Linked DNA regions of Mus musculus: all the other regions are linked to region 2. The links are chromatin contacts, called in public ChIA-PET and HiChIP or PLAC-seq maps. All regions are on one chromosome and are shown on one strand. Each heading gives the region's core, a stretch centred on a gene start, on an enhancer-like site or on the middle of the called end of the contact. The rest is flanking DNA. Distances are from core to core; before and after follow the strand shown.

Region 1 (4,461 bases), core at 199-2,698, 240 kb after region 2:
AGCTCATTATGGTGACATAGGCCTTTACCAGCACTTGGGAGGCAGAAGCAGGTTGATCTCTGAGTTTGAGGCCAGCTTAGTGTACAGAGGAAGTTCCAAGACAGCCAAGGCTACACACACACAAAAACCCTTTCTCAAAACAACAATAGCAACAACAAACAAATGAACAAACAAACACACAAATGAATAAATAAGGAGTCATGTATGCTAAAGTTTCATCAAGTAGAAAACCAAGATGTTAGACCTTTGAAAAACTAGGATTGTTGAATTTTACTTGACCTGACAGTGAAGTTTCCATCACATAGAAGAAATTCCCTGGGCAATGTGATGTTAGTGAACTTTTGTTCCCATTGTACTCCCATGCCTGCCCTGGAAGGGAAAGTAACTTTAAAATCCCCAACACCCTCTTGTTGTACAGGTGCCTGCAGCTTAAATTTTAAAACTTAAATTTTAATCTGTCTTACATGTGTGCCAGGAACCAAACTTGGGTCTTCTGGAAGACAAGCAAGTGCTGAGTTCTCTCAAGCTCCCCACTTAAGATTTTGAAAAGTGCTTGCCTATCATGTAGGAAATCTTGGTTTTAATCAACAACCTGTTGTAAACTGCCTACCACCCAAGAGGTAAAGGCAGGACGGTCAGAGTTCTGACCTGCGTGAGGCTTTGTCAACAAACAAACAAACAAACAAAGTTTAAATTTTTTCTTTTGAAATCCCCTATGGTAAAACACACACACACACACACACACACACACACACACACACACACACACACACACACACACAGGCAGGTCTATTGATATACACAATGCACACTGAATCCCTGTCTCTTTGTTCTTCTAACACTCTTATTGTTGTTTGGTTGCTTGAGAAAGACTCTCTCTCACAGGCCAGGTTGAACTTGAGCTCACTGGGTAGCTGAGGATCACCTTGAACTCCTTTTGTTTTTACCTCCCTCCTGTGCCACCCACCTAGCTTCCGCTGGCTCCTTTCACCAGGACTCTCACTCCTTCATTCTGTGTATCTTTGTGTGTTCAATCCTTTCCATGGTCTTTACTGCTGTGTAATCTTTGAGGCATTGCTTACAGACTGAGGAAGTTCTTTATCCTTGGAATCTCTTCTGCTGGGGAAAGAAAGTGAGGATTAAAAAGTTTATTGTTTGAAGTTCCCAAGCTAGTCATTGCCATGGTGGGGACTGGAATTCTGGCTTTGCTGACTTGCAAGCCGTTGTCACAAACAACACTTGGAGAACTCTGGAAGAAGATGTCAGGTGACCTGAGTTATGCTGTAATGACTCTAAACTGGAAACTTAAACATTTCGGACTGGTTTTGAAACCATGACTTGTGTCTGCTTTTCAATCCGCTGTGTTGAATGGAAGACAGAGGAACTGGGTTGGTAAGGGTCAGTCTTTGATGCCTTTTCTCTTCGCAGCGCTGACTCATGGTCTGCTGACAGCCTTTGTGATCTCAGTGTTGGTAAAGAAGGCGGGCATTGCAAGTCAGGAAACGGGAAGACTCACATCTCAGCCAGCCACTTAAAAAAACAAAAAACCAAAAAACTCAAAAGAGCTAGCAGCAGAGGTCTTCGGAGTATTTTGGTTCCAGCTATTTTCCTGTGCTAACTTAACACTTCCTCTTCTGCCCTTCGGTTTGTTTCTTGCAGCTAATTTTCCCCATTCCTTTGTGCTATTGTTTCCTTTAGAATCTACACTTCTGTTTTTCTTCTCTTTTTCATAGTCAACTTATTTTATTTCTTGCAGCCATCATTTATCTATATGACATCAAGTTTTATAGTTCTTTTGTTTAATTTTTAATTTTTGAAATTAAAGTATAATTACATTGTTTTCTCCTTTTCCTTTCCTCTCGCCAACCTCTCCCATGTGCTGCCCTTCCACTCCCTCAAATTCACGGTCTCTGGCTCTTTCTCTTTAATTGTTGACACATACATATGTACATATCCATATACTTCTAAATATACAAACACAATCTGCTTAGTCTGTATAATGTATGTATATGATTTTAGGGCTGAGCACGTTTTAAAAATGACACCTCTTGCTATGTAGTCCTAGCTGATGTTAGGCAGCTTCTGATGTGCAGTTAATTCACTATAATATTATATAGTTGGGTCACTTGGCTATTCAAGCACATTCTGACTTAATATTAATGCAAAGGTATAGGATAATTCATGCCTTTCTGCACTAAGAATAACTGTTTATGGGGAAATTAAACTAGAGGACAGATCACTCAAAACCTGTGCAAGTTTTGTAATTTGAAATCTCAAACCCTGTTAATGACATGAAATACTGAAATATGTTGAATCCTTAAATCATGAATCCTGTAGTAAGTTTAGACTTTTCCTTTGGTGGTGGTGGGAAGGTGGGGTGGGGGGGAAAGGATCAGGAAGAGTCGTGAAATAAGCACTCTAATGGAGTAGTAGCTAAATGAGACAAGAGGAAATTTAAGGAAATTGTCATCATACACCATCCCCATGCTTTGTTATTGTCTTAATCAGGGTTTCTATCCCTGCACAAACATCATGACCAAGAAGCAAGTTGGGGAGGAAAAGGTTTATTCAGCTTACACTTCCACATTGCTACTTACCACCAAAGGAAGTCAGGACTGGAACTCAAGCAGGTCAGGAAGCAGGAGCTGATGCAGAAGCCATGGAGGGATGTTCTTTACTGGTTTGCTTCCCCTGGCTTGCTCAGCTTGCTTTCTTACAGAACCCAAGACTACCAGCCCAGGGATGGCACCACCCACAATGGGACCTCCTCCCCTGATCACTAATTGAGAAAATGCCTTACGGCTGGATCTCATGGAGGCATTTCTTCAAGGGAGCTCCTTTCTCTGTGATAACTCCAGCTTGAGTCAAGTTGACACACAAAACCAGTCAGTACAGTTATATGACCACAGTTGCCTGCAAGTGTGAAACATATCATGTTAGGAAAAGTTGGAAGTGAACCCATATGATTTCTCAGGGTATTAACATGATTCCCTTGGTCACCTGTTAAGTGTGAGCTGACTCTGGCTTTTGTCTCCACTGAATACTGGGATCCTGAACAGGACACCACACCCTGCTTTGTTGTTGCTACGGTTGTTCTGTGAGGTTTCGCTAAAAGTTCATCAGTGGGTTAGAGGAAAAACTGGAGATTTTGTTTTAGCCTCTCACTTGGAGTGTGGGGACACATATCTATATGTATGGTTATGTACATGCATATCTATGGAAATTAGTAAAGGGACAAATGTAGAGCTATGTTGACAATAATTAACTGACTATTATGAGACAGGTAATAGAAAGGATTTGAATATTCCCAACCCAAAGAAAAGATGCAAATTAAAGATGATGATCTGGCTGTAGCATGCTGTGTGCATGTATTGAAATGATACTGCACATGGGGGGGGTGTTGAATGAGAAATGTATCCTATTAGGTCCTTTAGGTACTGGGAAACTTGATCCCAATGTGATGGTGTCGGCTGGGGAGGCGATGGAGCCTTCCTGTAGGGAAGTGCATCACTGGAGGTGGAGTGTGGGAATTCCTAGTTTTCAGTTCACTCACTCTGATTCACAGTTGCTGTTGAAGACATGACCTCTCAGGTTCCTGCTGCCATGCCTCCCTGCCAGGAACATCACCCCACAAATCAGAAGGATCACTGTGTGCCAATTAAACAAACACTTTTTTAAAAAAAAGAATGCCTAGTTATTTATGATGAGCCACTTCTCCACATTCTCTTGAATACAAATGGATTTTTCTATTAGGTTGAAAATGATGATTCACAGTGGTTATAGATTAATGTGGAGGAATAAAAGGGGAGTCCACAGTAGCAAGTTAAACTACACTGGAGTGCATGTTAGCTCTTTCATCTCCCGGACACACCCAGCACTGGTTTCCTGGGCTGGTTTGTCTTTAAGAGAGAGCAGGGAAGATTCTTTTAGGGCTTCCAGGCTCATAACAAAGGAAAACCTGATCCAGTTCCTTTTTCAGGGGAAGGAGGGTAGATCCTTCTGTTTGGAAGAGGCTGGGGTTAGTTCCTTAAATGTTTCTGTTATTTTTAGATCTTATTTTTCTTTCTTTCTTTTTTTTTCTACTCTCAGTTTCCATGACATTCAGCAAGTATCACTAAAGGTATCACAGACTCCTTGAAGATACAGCCCCTTCTAATCCATTTTAATCTTTGTGTGACAGTAACAACAGTTTCTATTCTATTCTATTCTATTCTATTCTATTCTATTCTATTCTATTCTATTCTATTCTATTCTATTCTATTCTATTCTATTCTATTCATTCTTACCTCTTTTCTTCTTGTCCTGTCTCTTCTCTTCTCTTCTCTTCTCTTCTCTTCTCTTCTCTTCTCTTCTCTTCTCTTCTCTTCTCTTCTCTTCTCTTCTCTTCTCTGACAGGGTCTTAGGTCATTTGGCCTTGAACTCCACTTGTAACAGGATGAACTTAAACTGATTATGTTTTTA
Region 2 (4,467 bases), core at 57-2,556:
AACTGAAGAGTAGTAAGACTGCCAGGCTCCTGGCTGGGGATGGGGAAAGGGAGCCCAGGGTACCGTGGGGTAGGGCGAGACTGAGGGGCACAGAGCCCAGAAGAACCATGTGAGTAATTTATGAACTCCAAGGATCACCTTCAACTCATTAATGCTTTGATGTTGATCCTACTTAGCAAACTAAAAAAGCCCTATCCAACTCCCCAAGTTCCAGACTAAGTAGAACAAACTACACGGGGCCAGACCTGCGGTCTTTGACCAGTGTACAGAAGGGACAGACAAGCACTCACACCCTGCCCTTCACCACGTTGCTTGCTTCTGAGAACAGAACGGCTGACTTCACCACAGAGTTTTAGAGGACTTAGGACCTAATATATGATATCCAGAACGTCCAGTTTAAATCCCAGGGGAGTTGAACAAGTGCTGTAACCACGTGAGCTTTGGAGTAAGCTAATAAAGATCTTGATGTAGCCACTATGAAAACACACAACTGCACAGTAACAAATAACCCTGCAACAAAGACTAATGAAAGAAATTGGAGACTAGGGCTGAGCTTGCTCTGTGGCTAACAGCTACTGTTCTTCAAGAGAACCCAGGACTGGTTCCTATAGGATGGCTTCAGAGTGGTTTGTAACTCCAGTTCTAGCAGATCTGACATCCTTTTCTGTCCCTGTGGTCTCCTACAGATAACTCACATAATAGCACATGTATGCACATCAAAATTTTATTTTTTAAAAAAGATGAAAATTCAGGACAATAAGAAAAAATTTAAAAGCATATCAAATGAACTCAATAGCAGTATAGAAGAAGCAAGAGTCAATAACCGTGAAGACAGATCAGGAAAAGTTACCCATTCAGAACACAAAAACCATTTCAAGAAAGAAACTACAGAAACAGAACACAGCTCAGCGACTGTGGGATAAGCAATGTCCGACACTCCTATTCTCAGATTCATCAGAGATCAAGAAAGAGGATAAAGCATTCAGTGCAAAAGAGATATTTGAAGAATGGCTGTATTCTTCCCACATGGGATAAACTCCAGACTATCCACACCATATGGAAGACTTGCAGTCAAACTCCCACGGGCCTCACTGCAGTGCCAGTAAAGTTCTGCTATCATGTACGGGAAAAGTGGAGGAGCTAGAAAGCAAACAGCTTCAAAAAGAAGCGAAGGAAGCACACTACCTCTTTTTAACATTTGCCCCAAAACTAAAAAGGTCAAAAGGGTGGGGCGCTGTGCCACCTGTCTCCAAAAGGCAATGAGCATACAGGAACTGAGTTGAAGTTGCATTTTACTACAATCTGTGATCTGAGAGGGTGGCAAATGACATCCTTTATAAACAACCTTACATCTAGTCTTCCGCTAGCAGTGTTTGGGGAGAGCGAGACAGAGGCAGTCAATCTCTCCAGAGCTGACCTGTAAGAGACGAACAATGAGAACTCACGTGTGATACTGTGAGAACGCAGAAAGAAAAGGCCAGTTTGGAGGTCATTTGGGCAGTGTTGAGTCACTCTCGTCATTGCTCAAGTAGGCAATGTAAAGAAGGGGGTGGTTCTATTTGGCTTACACGGTGTGGTGGCGCTGTGGCAGAACCAGCTCCTTGTCCTTGGCGGCATGGGGTGGGTTGCTCACCTATTGGTGGATGGGAAAAAGAGAGGAAGATGCTGGTGTTGGAGTATTCGCTTTCTCCTTTCCCCATCGTTGTTTGGTCTTGACCTCAGGTTTACGGTACTGTCCCTATTGAGGATAGGGTTCCCTCCTTCAGTGGATCTTTTGTAAATACCCTCAATACACTCAACATGGATTTAACATTTGACCACACATCCAATGCTCTAGGAATTCCTTTATGCAACCAGACTGATCTTCACAATGAAAGATATATTAATTTTTCAGCACTGCATAAATGCATACAATGTATTTGAGCAACTTTGGCTCCCGCTCTGCACCTTCAGCTCCGGTGGACATTCACCACAACCCTTCCCAGCTTGCCTTCTGTTTGCCTCTTATAACCAGAGTCTGATTTGTATGTCGTTCCTACTGGAGCATGGGCAACCCACCAGGAACTACACTCCTAGACAAACTCAGTCTCCCTCCTCTGGTCGGCCATGGCTATCCGATCACTCTTAAGCTGGGGTGAGGCTCATCTGCTCCTCTCTGGTCCATGCTGGAAGGTTGACCACAGCCACCACAAACTCAGAGGTTCAGTGCTTATGTCTAAAAGACAGTTTCACTCTGATCCTTTCCTATCTCTGGCTCTTTGAATAATGTTTTTGTTCCCTCTTTCTCTACGTTCCCTGAGCCTTGGCAGGGTGGTTGTATAATACAGATGTCCCATGTATGGCTGAGAGCTCCACACATACGTGTCTTCGCACTTTGGCCAGTGGCGAATCTCTGTATTAACCATGCACTACACAAGGACTTTTGTCTGAGGAGACCTGAGAGTTACACTTGCCTGTGGGTATAGAAATAGCTACTTAGAATGTACTTTGATATTGTACCTATTTAGCAAATAGTGGCAGATTCACTCCTGGGATGTATGAGCTCTCCAGATCGGTTTCTCCTGTGGAGCAGGCCTTAAATCCAGTCAGAAAGTGATTGGTTAGCCCTATAATATTCATGTCACTATTGCACCAACAAACATATCTCGCTAGGCCAGTAAACAGGTAGTTTCCTTCAGAAGTAAATGTATTACTATCATCTGAACCAGAAATCCCATTCTTGGGTATCTCTTCTAGAACAACCACACAAAAGCTTCGATGTGAATGCTTTAGCAATTATCATGACTACTGCAGTCTCTCCATGCGGAGACCTCTACTAACCAGTAAAAAAGGGACACACTCTTGATACCTGGGACAGTCTGCATGAATATCCAGAACACCGAGCTTATGGAAGCCAGTCTCATATTTTTGACCTTCTCAAAAAGGCAAAGCTCTTGAAGAAGAATAGATCACTGGTTTCCAACAGTTAGGGCAACGGGCAAAGGGACAGAGAGAAGGAATTCTTGGTGACAGCAGTGTTACTATCAAGGCGATTCACTGAATCTTTCTGTTGATACATTGACACCTAGCTATGGGCAACAGCATGGTAAAATCCGTGCCTAACACACACAAGGCCAAAGCTGTGTGATCTAACTTCCTTTACCCCGGCACTGCAAGAGCCAAAGCAAATCGAGACCAAACTTCAAGACAGCCAAAGCCAATAAAGAGCTCAACTGCTAAAGAAACACCAAATGTGCACTCCTTTCTCCGGTCTCTGTCTCAACCCTGGGACTCCAGCACTGATCATCTCTTAGTACTGGTGAAGTTTTCATTCTTTAACTCATTTACATTGAGGTTAAATTACATGCAGGTTTGCCAAGCTGAGAAACAAACAAACAAACAAACCTAAATTTTAATTTCAAATTACATTTGGTAAGCTCTAATCCTACAAGCATTTTTGCTTGCTTTCCAGCTAACTTTGACTTTTCTCAGTTTTAACTGACAGGTATGAATTTCCTACTTATTTTGCTTGTAGTTCACTGAGTATATTGGATCAATGTATTGATGTTTACCAAATGAGGAAATTTTAGCTGTCATTTCTACCTGCTCTGCTCTGCTCTACTCTGCTCCCTCCCTCGCTCTCACATCTCATTACCGACATGCTTTTGGTTTTTGTTTGTTTGGTTTTGGTTTTTCAAAACAGGGTTTCTCTGTAGAGCCCTGCTGGCTGTCCTGGAACTCACTCTGTAGACCAAGCTGGCCTCGAACTCAGAAATCCGCCTGCCTCTGCCTCCCAAGTGCTGGGATTAAAGGTGTGCGCCACCACTGCCTGGCCCGACATGCTTTTTAAAACTGTTTGATATTGGAGCTGCTGAGGTGGGTCACCAGGTAAAAGTGCTCGCTGCCAAACCTAACAATCCGAGCTCAATCCCCACAACCTGCTTCTAGAAGCTGTCCTGTCACCTCTAAACAGGCACTGGCACATGCACACGTGTGTATGCGTGAGTGCACACACATGCACTTGCACACACACATGCAGTCATTTTCTGTCCACCAGTGTGGAGATTTTAAAAATGACTTGATCTTGCCCCCATGACATTACAATTCTGATTAATTTTTTTTAATTTTAGTCTTCCTCAGGTTGGAAAAATTTCTCTTCCTCTGTACTTCGGCCAATTTGCTTTTTCTTTTTGTTCTTGGATGACAAGACTCATTGTCTGCACTCATAAAAACACCTTTGCTTTCCATCCATGCACAGTTCTAAAGTGGCAGAGTCTAGGGTATGTTAACATCTCTGTCACCCAGTGTTCTTCCTTTCTAGTCATAAAGCCATACCGTATATTCTGTTCTAAGGCTATTATTGATACTATACTAATTTCTGTCACCATTTTCTGAACCATCTTAAACTTTGTCCTTGTAGACATTAACCCACTGCTTACCACCTTCATCCTATGGAGGCTGAACTTCACATTATATGAAACACTTTGT
Region 3 (4,567 bases), core at 1,518-4,017, 130 kb after region 2:
AACCTAGAGAAAGTAATCTTAGTTCTCAAACGCTGAATACATGAAATGAAAAAAAAATGCAGCTATGGCATAATATTGGCTAATTTGGAAATTCTAAGGGTGGGAGCAACCATTAGGTCAGCATTAGCATATAAAAATCTATACATTTTTCAGATCCCCTTTTAGGCAGGATTCATGCTCCGGGGAGTATGTTCACAAGTGCCCTGCACACCTGCTTTAACAGAGGAAGCACAAAGTCCTAGTACCTTCTACACGTGGAGAGCTACAGTAGATTGTCCTACATACAGGGCAGCCGCATTTCCCTGACACTGAACAGCATTTATGAGAGGAGGAGATGGTACGGGCAATGAAGATGCCTGTTTGTTCATTTGTTGCAATCCTGGAGTTTGAACCCAGTGCTCTGTGCATCTAGACAAACCCTCTGCCATTGAGTTATGCTTTCAGCTGCTTTGTATGTTTATGCAAATTCACCTTTTTCTCTTTGTGCAGGGGAACCTATCTAGTGCTGTTTCCCTCTGCGCCTTTGAGGGTGGGGCTTCCTTCCTGCTCTGAGTGGCATAGGAATCTTAAGGAAACCACTCACTTTCCTGTCTTGTTTTTTTTACTCTTGTGAGGTATGCAATACCTCAAATTCATTCTCTTTTCTGACATGATCAGATTTGCCTTCCTATGTGTTGTTTTTTTTTTTCGTTTTGTTTTTTTGTCCTGAAATGAATTGTACGCAAAATGTATAGCAGTTGCTGTAACAGGTAACAGTCAAGTGCTAGGCCACAGGCCACAGTGGTCACCTCCCCTCCTGTGGCCCATGACTTGGAGGCTCTCTGTATTCTCAACTGGCAGAGTGCAAGAAGCTCTGACTGCATTTTGATTCCAGAAGAAGGGGAAAATCTACTTAAATTCAAAGTACTCGTTTATGGCAAAAAACATATTTGAAACTCTCTTCTAGAAAATCAAAGAGAAATAAAGGAGGAAATCCCCTTAAAACTTTTATTCAAGAAAAGAAAGGCTATGTCTCATCTTCATGAATGACAGGATAAGAAATGCAGGCGAAGTGCTGGTGAGGACACTTTGAGCTCAGTTATCAGTGTTTACATTGTCAGTGTAAGAGCACTGGCTAGCTTCTTCTTGACTGCTACCTACTGCTGTGTGCTTAAAAGAGCTTTCCCACCCGGGGCTGCTCTTTCTCAGGCTGCTTCGCGGTTGCTGTGGATGGAGAACCACACCCTTTTATGATCAGATAAACCAAAAATATGATGATGAACAGGGGAAAATAAGACTTCTATGTTCATAAGCTGTTGTTTTTAAAACTACAGAAGACATTAAACGCCTAAAAGGAAAACAACTGACTTTTGGGTTTGTCTTTTTAGTGAAACTGTAGCATTCTAAATAATTATTACTCCTCACGTTACTTTTCACTGGGTTAAAGTTTGCAGCATCTAAGTGTTCTTATAAGGAAGACTCATATCTCTCTGCCTTTCTCCGTTTCCCCCCTCCTCTGTCTCTGTCTTTCTGTCTGTCTTCTGTCTGTCTGTTGGTCTGTCTGCCTCTCTGTGTATGTGTCTGTGTATGTGTGTGGTGTGTCTGTTTGTGTCTTAGTGTGTGCGCATGTGTGCCTGTTTGTGTATGTAGTGTGTCTGTGTCTGCCTGCCTGCCTGCCTGTCTGTCTGTCTGTTATGTCTTTCTGTCTGTCTGTTTCTCTGTGTGTGTTTCTGTGCTCTCTCCCACCACCCCCGATGGTGTCTGTCTGTCTTTTTCTCTCTTTGTGGTTCTCTGTGTGCTTCTCTCTGTTTCTCTCTCTAACTGTCTCTGGGTCTCTCGCTGTCTCTGTCTCTCTGTCTCTGCCTGTCTGTCTCTGTCTTTGTCTGTCTGTCTGTCTCTGTGTGTGTGTGCCACCACCCTCTTTCCTTTCTGTTTTGTTTTTGTTTGTTTGTTTGTTTGTTTGTTTGTTTTTTAAGACAAGGTCTCATACAGGTCAGGCTACCTTTTAAATGATTATGGAGCTGAAAGTGACATTAGACTTGTGATCTTCCTGCCTCTATTTCTCAAGTGCTAAGATTACCTTAGTACTTGCTACCACCGTTCCTGGATATGTTTGAACTTCGAATGACCCTATCAGTTAGTTTGTATATACTAGTGTGCTAAGTCTTCCCATAAGCTATGCAAGGAGTAATCTACATAACATATCTGATGGTCCTATAAGTATCCAGTCCCTGCCCCTAAGCCAGTGGCTACCCCAGAGTTCCTGCTGTACAGACATTTTTCAAGATCTTATTGGTACTAGATTTTTTTGTTTTTATGAAGATTTTTAGCATTCCCTCTTCACCAGCCCCTCCACCAGCACCACATGACAAGCCTTTAGAGAATCAGTTCTCAGTCTGTGGGTCGCCACCTCCTAAGTATCACATACCAGATAGTTGCAATATGGTTCATAACACAGGCAAAATTACAGTTATGAAATAGCAACAAAACAATTTTATGGTTGTGGGGTAACCACAACATGAGGAACTGTATTCAAGGGTTGCGGCATTAAGAAGGCTAAAAAACACTGGCAGAACTTCATCTCTGCATTCTTCTGGATACCTGCTACCTGATCGGTTGCCGCCTGCCCAGCATGGCTGCCAGAACTGCCCTTCCCACGGCACTCTGATAACTTCATTGCTCTGCTTAAAAGCCTCCGGTGGTTTGGTTCAAGTTCACCAGAATGGGTAGTAGGTGTGACAAGATGTTTAATCACTACCCACTCTTGGGTAACATGTGGGAGGAAGTAGCCAGAACCTCATTTCATTGCTTCTAAACCTCAAGTAGTTTCTCTTGGTAACCTCAACATACTACCTAGCCGTCGCCTTCTTAAAACACAGGCTGCAGTTAAACGGTTCCCAGGCGCTGCTGAGATACATGTGTGCCTCCTGAAACCCGGCAAGCATAGGAAAACCATGGAGGGATATTCGAGGTCTTCTGTAGGTTTCTGGAGAGCAGCTCCATAGGCATGTTTTATTTTCAAGGCAATTCTGCTAAATAGTTGGGAGAAACAGACCATTGGCTGTATTCACCCCAATCTGTTCTATATTTACCACCTCAGCAGTTTCCAGGGCACCTTTCATTCTAGCCCAGCAGAGCGTTTGGCGCTCTCTCAGCATCCCACTTGGCTCTTCACTCCTGGGTTTGGGTAGCATTATCTTCCCTAGCTGGTTCTTCTTCAGTTGAGCTTCCCTGGTGGTGCATCCTCTATGACTTGCTGAAATGTATCTTTAAGTTCGCTGCTATCACTGGGCTCTCTCACGTCAGAGTGGGATGCCACTGTGGATCTGCACGGTGTACCCCTACATCTCTCAGTTCCCAATTATAATCCCACTTCTCTGTGAACTTTTCCTATCCCTCCCAGGAGTTACAAAACTGATTTTATTTTAAGTGAAGTAAAGTAGACACAAAGAACAAATATTGCATGATGCCACTTATATAAGTGGAAATGGAATGTCAGTTACCAGAAAGTGGAAGTCATGGGTAATTTGGAGGTGCTTCCCCGTGGGTACACACTTTTAATGTCGCATGCTAAAAATTCACTAATATTATTTGATATTGACAGTAGCACAATGTAAATGAATTGTGTTTTATATTAATGAATTGTACTCTTCATAAGTGGCTAAATATTCTTATCTAGCCAGGTATTCTGGCACACATCAGTAATGTTAGCACTCAGGAATACCAAGTACAAAGATTTGAGGTTTCTGTAACGCTACACAATGAGATCCTGTCTGGAAATGGCAGAAACATTTGATGTATTCCTGGTTTATATAGGATTTTTGAGGCGGCTCCTTTGTGTGCATGGGTATATGCATCCTACGACAGCTTTATGCATATGGTGTCCAAAGACAAATATAAACGAGGTAAGTTGATGCTGACCTCAATTTTGTCTATAGAGAACTTTGATGTGTTGTGCTAACTCTAAATCCTCATTTTATCAGCACTGTCAAGCAGGATTCATCAGAAGAAATGTGTGGCTTCTAATTGACTTTCAAAGAATATGATGGAGCTGCGTTCCTCTCTCTTTTCCAATCCTTCTCCTTATAACTTCCTGCCCACCAAGGTGTTTCTTCCTAACTTTATCTCTTACCTCACTCAATGTACACTGCAGGGCATTACCGTATGGATTTTCTCAAGGACACCCTTTAATCCTACTTCACAAAGTTTCCTCTTCCCCCAACATCTGAGGACATCTTGCCAGGCAATGACCTTGTCTCTTCCATTCCATGGCTGGGAACTTCAGCTTCGCTTTACACAGCCAAGGCTAATCCAACCCCCTGTGTTCTGCTTCTCTTTCTCTCTTGCTTTCCATGGGACCAAAATCCATCAGCCATCTCTTTTCATGCTTCTGTCCTGTCTTTAGCTTCCCCACCTGAGCATATAAACAAGCTCAAGTGATTAAAAGCAAGTGCGTTTTAAAAAGCGTGTACCCTGAATTTCTCCTTCTGCTTAAACTTTGATGAACAAACAACTGATGCTTGCTTGATCCTTTTTTCCTGGTTCCTCTAGACCAATGGTTCTTACCCGGGGGGGGGGGGGGCGTGAC

What was found. ChIA-PET counts read pairs in DNA pulled down with a chosen protein or histone mark. HiChIP or PLAC-seq counts read pairs in DNA pulled down with a chosen protein or histone mark.
Region 1: a contact with region 2 is called in an RNA polymerase II ChIA-PET map of effector CD8 T cells, with 5 times the contacts expected there. The contact joins two enhancer-like sites. A contact is called at or near these places in 3 of 484 Hi-C or Micro-C datasets (CD8 T cells, hematopoietic stem and progenitor cells and liver), 20 of 115 datasets of contacts at active chromatin or transcription factors (the 230-238 cell line, CD4 T cells, CD4 single positive thymocytes and 10 more) and 2 of 9 other capture datasets (adipose tissue and liver).
Region 3: a contact with region 2 is called in an H3K27ac HiChIP or PLAC-seq map of regulatory T cells, with 6 times the contacts expected there. The contact joins two enhancer-like sites. A contact is called at or near these places in 8 of 484 Hi-C or Micro-C datasets (CD4 T cells, CD8 T cells, Th1 cells and 1 more), 10 of 115 datasets of contacts at active chromatin or transcription factors (CD4 T cells, CD8 T cells, Th17 cells and 6 more) and 1 of 9 other capture datasets (liver).

The regions. Positions count from the first base shown.
Region 1 is chr3:115,686,593-115,691,053 of GRCm38.p6, reverse strand. No RefSeq gene overlaps it. Among named protein-coding and RNA genes, the nearest start is that of S1pr1, 26 kb to the left of the region's middle. Within about 2 kb of position 1,448, at least 141 of the 459 cell types and tissues checked have an H3K27ac peak or open chromatin away from gene starts, as enhancers often do. A contact at or near this core is called in CD8 T cells and effector CD8 T cells, where this site is marked.
Region 2 is chr3:115,930,605-115,935,071 of GRCm38.p6, reverse strand. It overlaps a transcript of Dph5 not described here. Among named protein-coding and RNA genes, the nearest start is that of Dph5, 45 kb to the right of the region's middle. Within about 2 kb of position 1,306, at least 27 of the 459 cell types and tissues checked have an H3K27ac peak or open chromatin away from gene starts, as enhancers often do. A contact at or near this core is called in CD8 T cells, Th1 cells, effector CD8 T cells and 4 more, where this site is marked.
Region 3 is chr3:115,797,676-115,802,242 of GRCm38.p6, reverse strand. No RefSeq gene overlaps it. Among named protein-coding and RNA genes, the nearest start is that of S1pr1, 85 kb to the right of the region's middle. Within about 2 kb of position 2,767, at least 63 of the 459 cell types and tissues checked have an H3K27ac peak or open chromatin away from gene starts, as enhancers often do. A contact at or near this core is called in CD8 T cells, Th1 cells, memory CD8 T cells and 3 more, where this site is marked.